Linked DNA regions of Mus musculus: all the other regions are linked to region 3. The links are chromatin contacts, called in public Hi-C and promoter capture Hi-C maps. All regions are on one chromosome and are shown on one strand. Each heading gives the region's core, a stretch centred on a gene start, on an enhancer-like site or on the middle of the called end of the contact. The rest is flanking DNA. Distances are from core to core; before and after follow the strand shown. Region 1 has its middle 9.4 kb from the start of Meioc. Region 2 holds the start of 2810433D01Rik (RIKEN cDNA 2810433D01 gene). Region 3 holds the start of Asb16 (ankyrin repeat and SOCS box-containing 16).

Region 1 (3,862 bases), core at 849-3,348, 390 kb before region 3:
TATTTGGCCCCTTCATGCTTTCAAGTTCACCATCATCAGTAGTAGTAATAGTAGCAGTGTATGAGTGTGCGTGTGTGCATGTGAGTGTGCGTGACGTGCATGTGTGTGCGTGCGTGTGTGAGTGTGTGTGCATGTGTGTGTGTGTGTGTGTGTGTGTGTGTGTGTGTGTGTGTTTGTATTAGTATACACAGGTACAAGCATGGAGGTCAGAGGGCAACTTTCAGGATCAAGCCTTGCCTGACATTTATTTCTATATAGTCCATAAGCTAAGAATGTTTTTTAACTTGTAATAATTGAAAACAAAAAAAAATGTAAATAGAATAAAGCAGGTGCCTTGTCATGGAGGTATATTTAAAAATACCAGAACTTACAGGGAGTGATACGTACAGGTACAACAGATCTCTGTGAGGTCCAGGCCAGCCTGGTTACATAGGAGTGAGACATCTGTCTCGAAAAGAGGGGGGCAAGGAGGAGAAGAAGAAGAGGAAGAGGAGGAGGGGAATAGCCTTTGATCTTCCTCATGTAAGTATTTTTATATATGTGAAACACACCCAGCACAAATGTGACGGAAAGTGCAGCTCAACCTAATCTGCTCTACAGGACAGATAGAATAATTGAATGCAGTAAGTCATATTTTAATATGGCATAATTTAATATGATAATAGTCAGCTTCTATAGCAGGACTTCCTTGGACCTGCCAGTGGTATAAATAATGACGAAGAGTCTTTTAATATTGTTTAAAGCTTAGGCATTTTGCCACAGCATTCTCCCATCTAGCTCACCTAACTTAACCCAACCATCTTGCCACATGGCTAGATCCATACTTTTTTACTCCACCATGGTCCATGTCTGTTCCTTCGGTGTCCATTCTCTGAATCTCTCTGAATCTCCCGCTTCTTTCTTCCTGAGTCATTCTCCCTGCCAGGAAGCTCTGCCCTCCATTTCCTGCTCCAGTTATTGGCCGTCAGCTGTTTATGACAAGCCGTCAGTAGCGAGACAATCTCTCACACAATTTTAAATTGCCTCTAGGCATAGAGGGCTGTCTGAACTTCAAGTACCCGAGACCATGTGGAGGGACAAGTCTTTACAAATATAAGGCCAGCAATGGCCCATAGAAATCACAATACCAATATCCTGCCAGCATTTAGAATTAACAACTGAAAATGCAGAGACACACCTTCATACAATGTAAAAAAAAAAAAAAAGGTTAACCCAACATATATGGTAATAGTCATATTTTAATAAGGCATATCTGATTATGGTAATAGCCATGTTTTAATATGGAATGGCTTAATATGGTAATATTCAACTTCTCCATAAGATGGTGCTCAAAGGCTAACTGTAATGTTAAAGACTAATTGCAGTTTATTTGTATAGGGGGTGCAGATAGTTCTGCCCGTGCCACAGTAGACGTGTGGAACTCAAGGCAGTCGGTTCTTTCCTTCCACCCTGTGGGTTCTGTGATCCAACTTAAGCCATCAGGCTTGGGAGCAAGGAATCTCACCTGCTGAGCTGATTCTGCCCCTCCCCTCCCTGTAAGACGTCTTTATTTTCAAGACAGGGTTCCTGTGTGTAGCTCTGGGCTCTGTAGACCAGGCTGCACTCAGACTCAGAGATCTACCTGCCTCTGCCTCCTGAGTGCTGGGATTAAAGGCCTATATCAGCTCTCTCCAGCCCCCCCCCAACCCCCTATTGCACCTCCACATATCATTTAATTCTTACAGTGGTCTTTGGAGTGGTTTGTTGATGAGGTTCATAGAGATAAAGTCACTCGCCTAAAGTTCCTGCGTCTAAGTGATGAATCGAAACGTTTACTCCAGAGTTGCCTGACTACAGCACATTCCACAAACCTGTCCTGTCACCATTACTCTCCCCACCACCACCACTCCCGAGTTATCCCAGCATGGGTTTTTATTTCATCGTTATAAGCAAGTATGTTTATACAGAGTTCCTGCTGGCTTATATAAGTACATGCTCAGGGTATTAGTCACTGTCATGTTGCTAGGATAAAATAGCTGACAGAAGCCATGGAGTGGACCGAAGCGTTATTCTGGTTCTGTGTGGGAGAGCCTGTCCTGGCCATCCTGTTGGTAGAGGCATGGAGGAGTGGCTCACTTCACAGCAGAGGGAGTACTATTCCCATCACAACAGAGGAAGTAAGTGGCGCAGGCTATTCCCATCTCGGTGAAACAGGACACTGAGAGACCAACTTTAATAAACCAGGACTAGGCTATAGTCAAAAGCCGGGCCTGATTTACCTACTTCCGCTAGCTAGGCCTCACCTTCTAAAGGTTGCACAACCTCCTGTCATGAAGTATAGTCCTGTGCTGGGGTACCTGGCAGGACCATACCAAGCTGTGTCCCCGAGTAACTACACCACACAGCAGATCTGGTATAAGGGGGTTTACTGGGGGAAGAACCTGGGAAGGGGTAGGGGCAGACCAGTGGACATAGGCAGACAGGCTGGAGCAGAGGCAGGAGGGCAGAGAAGGGGGCAGTACAGAGGACAGGGAGGGAGGGAGAGTGAGGGAGGGAGAGAGGAAGAGAGAGAATGAGCACGAGAGAGCCCTGGAGTAGCCAGCAGTCCTTTTATACACATCTGGCACACCTGGCAGAGATGACAGGTGATGGAGGCAGGTGATGGCAGCAGGTGATTGTGACTTAAGTCATTACTAGGTCCCTGGGAAGAGCCTAGTGGAATCCTGAGTAAACTAGCACCTCCCAAAAATAATGCTGCCAGCTTGGGGGGTGGGGGGTGGGGGTGGAGGGAAGACCTTCCAAACATGAGCCATTGTGGGATAGTTCAGATTCAAAGCATAACAGGCAAGGGCAGATGTGGTAGCACATGCCTTTAATCCTATCACTTGGGATGCAGAGGTAGGCAGACCTCTGCGAGTTCAAAGCCAGCCTGGTCTACATAGTGAGACCCTTTTTGTTCTTGTTGTTTATGTAAATTTAAACCCCAACAGACAGGAAGCACCAAACAATAATTGCTTCTTCTCTTACACGTGACCTGACTGCACACCCCAGCCAAGTTTTCAAAGTTCAGATTCACTCGTTGTTTTATTATATTCTTAATGCTGGCTGGCCCAGGTGTTATAACTGCCCCCTTGCTGGAGCTGGCACTGGAATAAGGAAATAAAGCCAGGCTCAGCATCCACTGTAAGGTTGAGCGACATCATTTCCTGAGCAGGAGAGCCCCAGGAGTACCTGAGGTCTCTCACACCCAGTTACCCACACGTGGCCTCTCTCTATTTCCTGTCATTTGAATATGTGTGAAACTCAGTGATGTCTGCCCTTTTTTTTTTTAATTTTGAGAAATTAAATTTAAATGAATCAAAAACACATGGATTGGCTTTTCCTCAGAAGGACACTCACATTTTAAAGTGGAAAGGAAAATACATGGGACAAAGACCAGATGGATGTTTAAATATGGAAGCAGAGTTGGAATATCTGGGGAAAGTTGAAGCACTCAGGCGTGCCCAGCCCAGACTCCTCTCTCTCGCAGCTGCAGAGAGACAGGCCACCTCTGGGATGAGCAGGCCTTGCTCTGTGGATGACTGGTATCAGAAGGTATGAATTCATGATACACCAATGCCTCCTAGAGGTTATCGTGATCTCTGGGACTGAACAAGCCACTTGGTCCTTAAATTTTTAGTTATCTGTTAAAAAAGAGGGAGGCCAGGGGCTGGAGAGACAGCTCAGCAGTGAAAAGCACTCAGTGCTCTTCCAGGGAACCTGTGTTCAGTTCCAAACACCCACATCTGGCCGCTTACCGATTCCTCTAACTCCAGCTCAGGGGGAATCCATGACCTCTGGCATCTGCAGGCACCTGTGCTCATGTGCAAGTATCCATATGTAC
Region 2 (4,242 bases), core at 725-3,224, 360 kb before region 3:
GGAAGGCCATTTCTGAGTTCGAGGCCAGCCTGGTCTACAAAGTGAGTTCCAGGACAGCCAGGGCTATACAGAGAAACCCTGTCTCGAAAAAACCAAAATAAATAAATAAATAAATAAAATAAAATAAAGAAAGCTGGGTTTCCGGGTGTGGCAATGCATGCCTTTAATCCCAGCACTTGGGAGGCAAGCAGATCTCAGTGAGTTCGAGGTCAGCATGGTCTACAGAGAGAGTTACAGGACAGCCATGGATGCGACACAGAGAACCCCTATCATGAAAATTCAAAGAAGAAGGAGGAGGAGGGAGAGGAGGAGGATGGAAGGGAAGAAGGAAGGAAGGAAGGAAGAGAGAGAGAGAGAAAGAGAGAAAGAAAGAAGGAAAGAAAGAAAGAAAGAAAGAAAGAAAGAAAGAAAGAAAGAAAGAAAGAAAGAAAGAAAACTGGGATTTAAAGTAGGCCTACATAATTCTGGAAGCCCAAGACCTGCCTTGGACATCATCTAATCTGTATAGGAGACAGAAGCTTTTCATTGGAAGAGAAATGCCATCTCTTCTAGACATACTTAATGTGAAGAGAAAGACATCATAGCCTCTGACCCAGCCAGCCCTCTACCCATTCCTGGCTTCCCAGTGGAGACAGAGAACATGCAGACACATGGGTGTGCATACACACACACACACACACAAACACACACACACACACTTGCATGAGTTTCTAACCTGCAAAGACTCATATACATGGAGTGCAATTGAACTGAACTAACAAACCACCTGCAGTTCTCCCTCACTGGAGATGTGACAGAGCTGACTGGGTGCCATAACTACAATGGGACCTCAGCTCTGCCCCATAAGACCTGCATTGCTGCCTTCCCAAGCATCGTCCCGAGACTGCTGATGTACGCACGCCTCCCCCTGCACACTCCCTAGCACCAGGCTCAAGCACATTTCCCATTGATACTTCATTTGTGTGTGCAACTGACCCAGCCCACACCCAACACGTACGAGCTGCCTAATGCCCAGCGTCCTCAGCGACCAGAGACTGGCGTGCAGTCATTTAAGCTTGACAGATGGCTCCATGCATGGATGCATAAACGGGCGACAAGCATGAACGAGAAGCTTAGCGTGGCTGGGGATAAAGCCAGGGGTGGAGGACTTATCTAGCATGCCCTGGCAATCCAGCCAAACAGCGAGATGCATAGGACAGACTATTCCAATTAGCATATGGGGAAGGGAGAATCAGAGACACGTGGTCTCACAGCTAACCAGTAGAGATGGAACCCTTGCCTGGATTTTTTTGACTTACAGCTTACCAATTTAGAATCAAACCCAGGCCCCTGTTATCCCAGCCTACACCCAAGAGTGCTATGTATGGCCAAGCAGATCATACACTGCACAATCCTCGAATGTACTCCTCCAGCTGGAGCCCCGGTAGATAGCAGTTCCTGGAGCTCTTGCGAGATGTCACCCTCTTGACTGTATGCAGACACCCTGCCTCCAGTCTCTTTCCTGAGCTGCTTTGTGAACACATTTCAAACAGTGGAGATATGAACCCCATACCCCCTTTCTCCACTACCCAGGATGCCAGCCAGAAAGAGCTCTTGAAAGGCAAGAGAGGGTGCTCCAGGAATATACAAAGTCCCTCTCAGGACCAGTAATGTCCCCTGCCTCTCCCAGTAAAAGCTCTTCTGTCAGACCTGGTCACGTCCCGTCCCCCCTACCCCCAGAGGCCTCTGACATTTGCCCACACCTGGCTCTATGATTATAGACATCAGTACTCTGAGATGGGAGGTGTAGATGTCCAGTCTCCTATCTGAGACACAACCACGCGGGGCCTGAGGGCTGGGGCCCACCTCTCCCAACAAAGCCCCCTCCCCCTTCACTCGTGTGCGGGGGCCCTGGCCCCACCCGGGGAACAAGGCTGGGATTAATAAGCGCCCAGCTCCCTCCCCTAATGGGCTCCAGCTGCACAAACATTCCCAGAATTCAGAGCCGGCTCTGTCTGGGGCGGCCCAGGCCTCAGCCCCAGCATTCCTGACCCCCTCCCCCCAAGCCTGGGACAGCTGCTCCGGAACTCAGCAACTGGCTGGGGATCGAATCCCAATTCAGCTTTTCCAGAGGTAGGGGGCACTGAGATGGCTGGGGCTGGGGCTGCTGGCTGGGGGTGGGAGCAAGGAGAAGGGAAGAGAGAAGGAACTTTAAGAGACTCCTCTGATCCTCACGGATCACGGCCCCTCCCCCCCGCACCTCTCCCCTCCTCCAGTGCTGAACGCTCTCTCAGCAGTAGGTATCAGGGGTCTGCACAGTGTTACCTAATTTGTCTCACCAGGCAGTGCCCTTGGCTGGCATGGCCCAGAAGGAGGTAGCAGCCTGTTCTGAGAGGAAAGATAAGCATCTGCCCTTATGTTTAATAAAGAGATCCGGCTGTGTCTTCTCAGACCCTGTGGCCAGGCAGGAACTTGTACAAACAGGTTCTTATCAAGAAGGTGAAAGAGGCCCAGGATGCAGTTGAGTAAAGTGCTTGCCTAACTGAGCAGAGGGCCTGAGTTTGACACTCCCTCCCTCACCCCAAAAAAGGGGGTGTGAAGATGCAGGGGGAGCAGTGAGGTGCATTTGGGGACCCAGGGACAGGAGTCCCAAGGGGACACAGGTATACTGTATTGATAATATAGACCTGTCTTCTTTCCACCTCTCGATCCAGGGCCAGAAGAAGTTGTGCGTGCGCCCTGTACCTGTCGCCCAAAGTTATGCTAGCTGTAGACAATGGTGAGGGTCCATCTAGGGAACTGGGGGACCACATAGGGACTAATGAAAGTATAGGTATGAGTGTGTGTGTGTGTGAGAGAGAGAGAGAGAGAGAGAGAGAGAGAGAGAGAGAGAGACTGCTCAGAAGTGTGTCTATGTTCCTGTTCCTCACACATTCCATAAATGAGTCAAGTACACACTCACCAGGGAAGGCTCCCTGTTGCCTACTGTCCTAGTTAGGGTTTTATTGCTATGAAGAGACACCATGACTACAGCAACTTTTTTTGTTTTGTTTTGTTTTGTTTTTTCGAGACAGGGTTTCTCTGTGTAGCCCTGGCTGTCCTGGAACTCACTTTGTAGACCAGGCTGGCCTTGAACTCAGAAATCTGCCTGCCTCTGCCTCCCAAGTGCTGGGATTAATGGCGTGTGCCACCACGCCCGGCTGACTACAGCAACTCTTCCAAAGGAAAACATTACATTGGGGCTAGCATACAGGTTCAGAGGTTTATTTAGTTCATTATTGTCATGGTGGAGCATGGCAATGGCAACAGGCAGACAGGGTGCTAGAGAAGGAGCTGAAAGCTCTACATCTGGGTGGGCAGGCAGCAGGAAGACAGAATGATAGTGAGCCTGGCTTGAGCTTCTGAACCTTCGAAGCTCACTCCCTATGACACACTTCCTCCAACAAGGCCACATCCCCCAATACTGTGCTTCCTGTGAATCTGTGGAGGCCATTTTCATTCAAACAACCACACCCATTATTACCCCAAGTCCTTGCCACTCTATGCTAAAGGGAAGCTAGGGAAGGAAGAGTGGGAAGAGAAGGATTGGGATGGGGAAGGGGAAGGGACACTGGCAGGAGGTTATGGGATGAAGAGGGTGCCCCTGCCCTGAAGGTCAGAAATGGACCTGACTTCAGCTCAGACAAGACACATCCTCTCCCTGACCTTGGTCTCAGTCTCATTATCTTGAATATGAGAAAGTTGCCAAGAGTCTCTCCTGAGTCCCTCCTTTGACTCCATTGTGACAAGAGTCGAGTTGGGGACATAAGATCCGTCATCTCAGATCTACAAGAAATAGGACTGTGAAGGAGCCTCCAACAAGAACAGTCTACAGGGACTATGTAGAGGGTCCCCAGAGGGACCTGGGAGGGAATTCAGAAAAAGGGGTGAGATCTCTGCCCAGACTGTCTAGAAAGTCTTGTATTCCACAATTCCGGCACAGAAAAAGGTTGGTTCCTTTACCTGGCTGAGCTGGCAGTAGTACTGGGTTATGGGAAGGGAGGGCAGTTGGGTCAAAGAGCCCAAGATCATCGCCTTCTTCTGGCGCATACAACAAGCAAAACCATTCCTCTTAGTGCCTAGGCTGGGAAATGGGGCAGGGGCTCTCAGAATCTTTGTCCCCATCAATCACACTACCCTTGCATGTCACTTCATCTTGCTTGTAGGCTCGGCCATTTCTCCATGATGACACAGAAGTACGGCGCTCTCAGGTCCTTACCTCAT
Region 3 (3,955 bases), core at 1,006-3,505:
CTCTGCTCTGGTAAGTGGTTTTGACGCCCTAGCCGGGTTCTCTACCTAGCTAACACTGAAGAATTTTACAGCTGAAATGTAAGATACCATTTGCTTGTTAAAAGAAAGGCCAGAGACTCAACAATATATATTTTTTTCAAGACAGGGTTTCTCTGTATAGCCCTGGCTGTCCTGGAACTCACTTTGTAGACCAGGCTGGCCTCGAACTCGGAAATCCACCTGCTTCTGCCTCCCAAGTGCTGGGACCACCGCCTGGCAATATTTTTTTTTTGTTGTTGTTGTTTTTGTTTTTTTGTTTTTGTTTTTTGAGACAGGGTTTCTCTGTGTAGCCCTGACTGTCCTGGAATTCACACTGTAGACCAGGCTGGCCTTGAACTCAGAAATCCGCCTGCCTCTGCCTCCCGAGTGCTGGGATCAAAGGCATGTGCCACCACGCCCAGCTAATTTTTTTTTTAAAAAGAGAAAAAAAATTATAAATCTACCATTCTCTCTGGAGAGTAGTTCTATAAGTCCAGATGTCTCTCTGTACAGTTTTCAAGTATTCTATAGACCTAAGGTCGCTGACATGGAAAGATGGCCCATGAAACAATGTCAGCTTCTAATGCTGCATGTGGCCAGGTGTGGAAGTGTGTGGTTGCGATCTATCACTTAGGAGCAGGAGGTAGAAAGATCACAAGTTCAAGGCCAGCCTGGCCCAGAGAGCGAGAGAGCGAGAGCAAGAGAGAGAGAGAGAGAAAGAGTGTGTGTTCCTGTTTCAAAAACAAACCTGTCAATAATGAACTGAACAGGACCTGAAGGGACAAGCACATGACCCCAGTCACTCGGAAAGCTGAGGCAGAAGGCTCACAGGTACAAGATCTCCCTGGGCTATGGAATGAATTGAACGCCAGCCTGGGTAAATAACAAGACCCTGTCTCAAAATTTAAAAAGCTTGCCATCTGTGGCCGGAGCACAGTGGCGAAGACAATGGTTATTAGCATTCAAATTAGAGTTCAATCCTCTAGCCCCCAAATAAGATGGGGCTGGTGGGGTGGCTCAGCAGGAGGGGCTTGGCTTTTCTCCCTACAACACCACTCCCTAACCCCCAAAGTCAGTAATGGTAAGGAAAAATTGCATATGAGTTTCATAAAAACTGTCTACTATAGCAGGAAACTGTAAGAGAAACATGGATATATATGTATGTGTGTATATTTTCATATATATAACGCTATAGTAATATAGTGCATATAATTAACCAAAGCCAAAATTTACAATCTGTATATGTGTTATATGAGAATATAACTTTAAGGCTGGCGAGATAGCTCAGCCGGTTAAGAGCACTGACTACTTCTGAAGGTACTGAGTTCAAATCCCAGCAACCACATGGTGGCTCACAACCATTGGTAATGAGATCTGATGCCCTCTTCTGGTGCAACTGAAGTCAGCTACAGTGTACTTACATATAATAAATAAATAAATCTTTAAAAAGAGAGAGAGAGAGAGAGAATATAACTTTAGCTAGGTGGTGGTAAGATGCACCTTTGATCCCAGCAGATTAGGAAGCAGAGGCAGGCAGATCTCTGAGTTGGAAGCCAGCCTGGTCTACAAAGTGAGTTCCAGGACAGCCAGGGCTATAGTGAAAAAAAAAAAAAAAAACCAAAAAAATTTGGAGGGTGGGCATAGTGGCTCACACCCTTAATCCCAACATGAAGGAGGCAGAGGCGGGTGGATCTCTATGAGTTTGAGGAAAACCGTGGTTGGCCTCAACTGTTTAGGAAAGAGTTAATATGGGTGACTATGGGTCCGTTCTAGGCTCTTTACGGAGAAGTGGCGTATGGATTCTTCTTCCCTTCCCAACCCCCACTCCTGTCCCTCTTCTGTCCTCCTAGGTGGTGTTCCCTACCCTGTTCCGCTGACCAGGCCAGCTGGTTGCTCACAGTCTCCACAATCATATTGGCAGCGTCTTCATCTTGGAACAGGATTTGGAGCTGCTGTAGGTCCCCAGAGAACAGGGCATTGTGGACAGCTGGGTCTCGGCAGGAGCGGCGAGGCCTAAGGAGCTGGGCCTGGGGACAAGGGAGGTCCCTGTGCCTGCGGCACTGCTGGGCAGCAGCTCTCCTCCTGTCCTCCCAGTCCAGCCACTCTCTCTGCAGGCGGAGAGCACGCAGTGTGGAGGATGTGAAAGGAAAGCTCTCCCCTGCCATGAGGGGTCCAGTGGTCTGGGCAGTGCCACCTAGGCAGAGAATCGTTCCTTGTCCCAGCTAGCACCTTGCTCTGGGGAGCCACCCTGCCCCCTTCTTGGTAAGCTGGAGAAACAGCTGAGGCTATAAATAGGCCCCTCACTGCATTGGTAAACAGTTTGCCTAGAGTCATGATCTTAATGCAGATGGTATTGGGCCAGCCTCTGACCCTGCTGGTACCCTTTTGTTGGTCAACAGGGCCTCAGCCAAAGGTCACTCCTGGACCCCACTTCTCTGGAGTGAGCCTTCTAGTCAAAGCAGTCAACCATGAGATGGGTGGGCAGGACAGGGTAGAGGAAGGACCAGGGTCCTGCAGCCTCTGAAGTATTGGCTGGTAAAAAGGGTAGAAGCCCAGGATGGCCCATAGACCTCAGTCTGGGGAAGTGGAGAGAGCTTCCAAGAAGCCAAACCACTCTTCCTGAATTTGAAATAACAGCAACCACTGCACACACACACCATGCTTTCTAGAACTGAAATCACTCTCAGATCCATCTCTACTCAGATGACCAGTCAGTGTTGTAATACAAGACAGATTTGGTCAGGAAATGAGGCCAAGCTAAGAATTTCAGTTCAGCACCTGAGATGGATAGAGACTTACAGGACGTAAGGTTTTGTTGTTGGCAGTGCTGCTGTTTTTGTTTTTTGAGACAGGGTTCCTCTGTGTAGTCCTGGCTGTCCTGAAACTAGCTCTGTAGACCAGACTGGCCTTGAACTCAGCGATCCACTTCCCTTTGCCTCAGGAATGCTGGGATTAAAGGGATACACTACCACACCTGGGTGGAATTTAAGTCTTAAAAAGGTAAAACTGACTCAAAGTTACATAGCTTGTGGGGGTGTGCCAAGGCCTCCAGTGGGCCACACTTTAGATAAGTACCCTAGAGGGTAGTGCTATGTTGGGTAGACAGTTGAGCAAATCCTCTTCTTGTCCCCTCATGCCGAAACTGGGCACGGTCTCTACCTTCAGTGACTAGTTTTTTTTTTCCCTCCCTGGTTTCTAGGGGAATCACGTGCCTGACTGCGGATGTGTCCAGGGATTTGACCTTGGAAGTGGAGACTGAAGGGATGAGACTTTTGGGAAACTACGCCCCATTCGCTTTAGGAGGAAATGGCTGTACTTCCAGGAGCCTCTAGGGGGAGGAATGAGGCCGCGGAAACAACAACAGCTGGTCGATTAGCTGGCAGGGGAGGGTGGAGGGATGTCAGCGGGCTTCTGTCTTCAAGACTGCAGGCTCTGCAGTGTCTTGGCAATGCCATGTGGGTCCCTCCTTGCTCCCGGTGCTTGCTCCCACCCACTCTCCAGCAACCTTCTCCTCCTCTGTATCTCTCACTTCCCCCTGGCCGCAGGCTCCCACACAGAATGTCTCTCCTACAGTTTTGTCCTCAGCTTCAGTTCCTAGCCTCCAGCCTGGATGGGTCTAGCCTGTGTCTCCTTCCTCTGACCACACTCAGCCCTGTCACAATCACCTATCCAAGAAGGTCACTTTTCCTTAAAAATGTCTGCAGTTTGGCTCAGGCTCTTCCAGAGAAATCCCGAATCCCTGGTCTGGCCCCATGCCACACAGCATTCTCACCAGGTCCTTTACCCTTCCCTGCTGTCCCAGTGGCTTGGGGTCTCCTAACTCACCCATTCAAGGCACTCTGCTGTGTGGAGGTGTGCCTGCAGTAGCTACTCAACTAGAAGGCCATCGGATGGGTTTGGCAAAGTACCCATGCCAGAGACATCATTCTACCATGCT

What was found. Promoter capture Hi-C pulls out the DNA fragments that hold promoters and counts their contacts. A called contact is a pair of places that touch in the nucleus more often than the background predicts.
Region 1: a contact with region 3 is called in a Hi-C map of cortical neurons, with 2.0 times the contacts expected there. The contact joins the enhancer-like site here to the promoter of Asb16 in region 3. A contact is called at or near these places in 2 of 39 promoter capture datasets (the C10 cell line and cranial neural crest), 3 of 484 Hi-C or Micro-C datasets (cerebellar granule neurons, cortical neurons and embryonic stem cells) and 1 of 115 datasets of contacts at active chromatin or transcription factors (bone marrow-derived macrophages).
Region 2: a promoter capture Hi-C map of stem cell-derived epiblast-like cells shows a contact between it and region 3, with 3 times the contacts expected there. The contact joins the promoter of 2810433D01Rik here to the promoter of Asb16 in region 3. A contact is called at or near these places in 2 of 39 promoter capture datasets (embryonic stem cells and stem cell-derived epiblast-like cells) and 1 of 115 datasets of contacts at active chromatin or transcription factors (pancreatic cancer cells).

What each region holds. Positions count from the first base shown.
Region 1 is chr11:102,654,222-102,658,083 of GRCm38.p6, reverse strand. No RefSeq gene overlaps it. Among named protein-coding and RNA genes, the nearest start is that of Meioc, 9.4 kb to the left of the region's middle. Within about 2 kb of position 2,098, at least 54 of the 459 cell types and tissues checked have an H3K27ac peak or open chromatin away from gene starts, as enhancers often do. A contact at or near this core is called in bone marrow-derived macrophages and cortical neurons, where this site is marked.
Region 2 is chr11:102,622,148-102,626,389 of GRCm38.p6, reverse strand. 2810433D01Rik (RIKEN cDNA 2810433D01 gene) reads left to right here and starts at 1,974. Exons shown (of 4, transcript NR_033474.1): 1 at 1,974-2,112; 2 at 4,185-4,242.
Region 3 is chr11:102,267,051-102,271,005 of GRCm38.p6, reverse strand. It overlaps Asb16 (ankyrin repeat and SOCS box-containing 16), which reads right to left and starts at 2,255. Exons shown (of 5, transcript NM_148953.3): 1 at 1,883-2,255. The coding sequence starts at 2,183.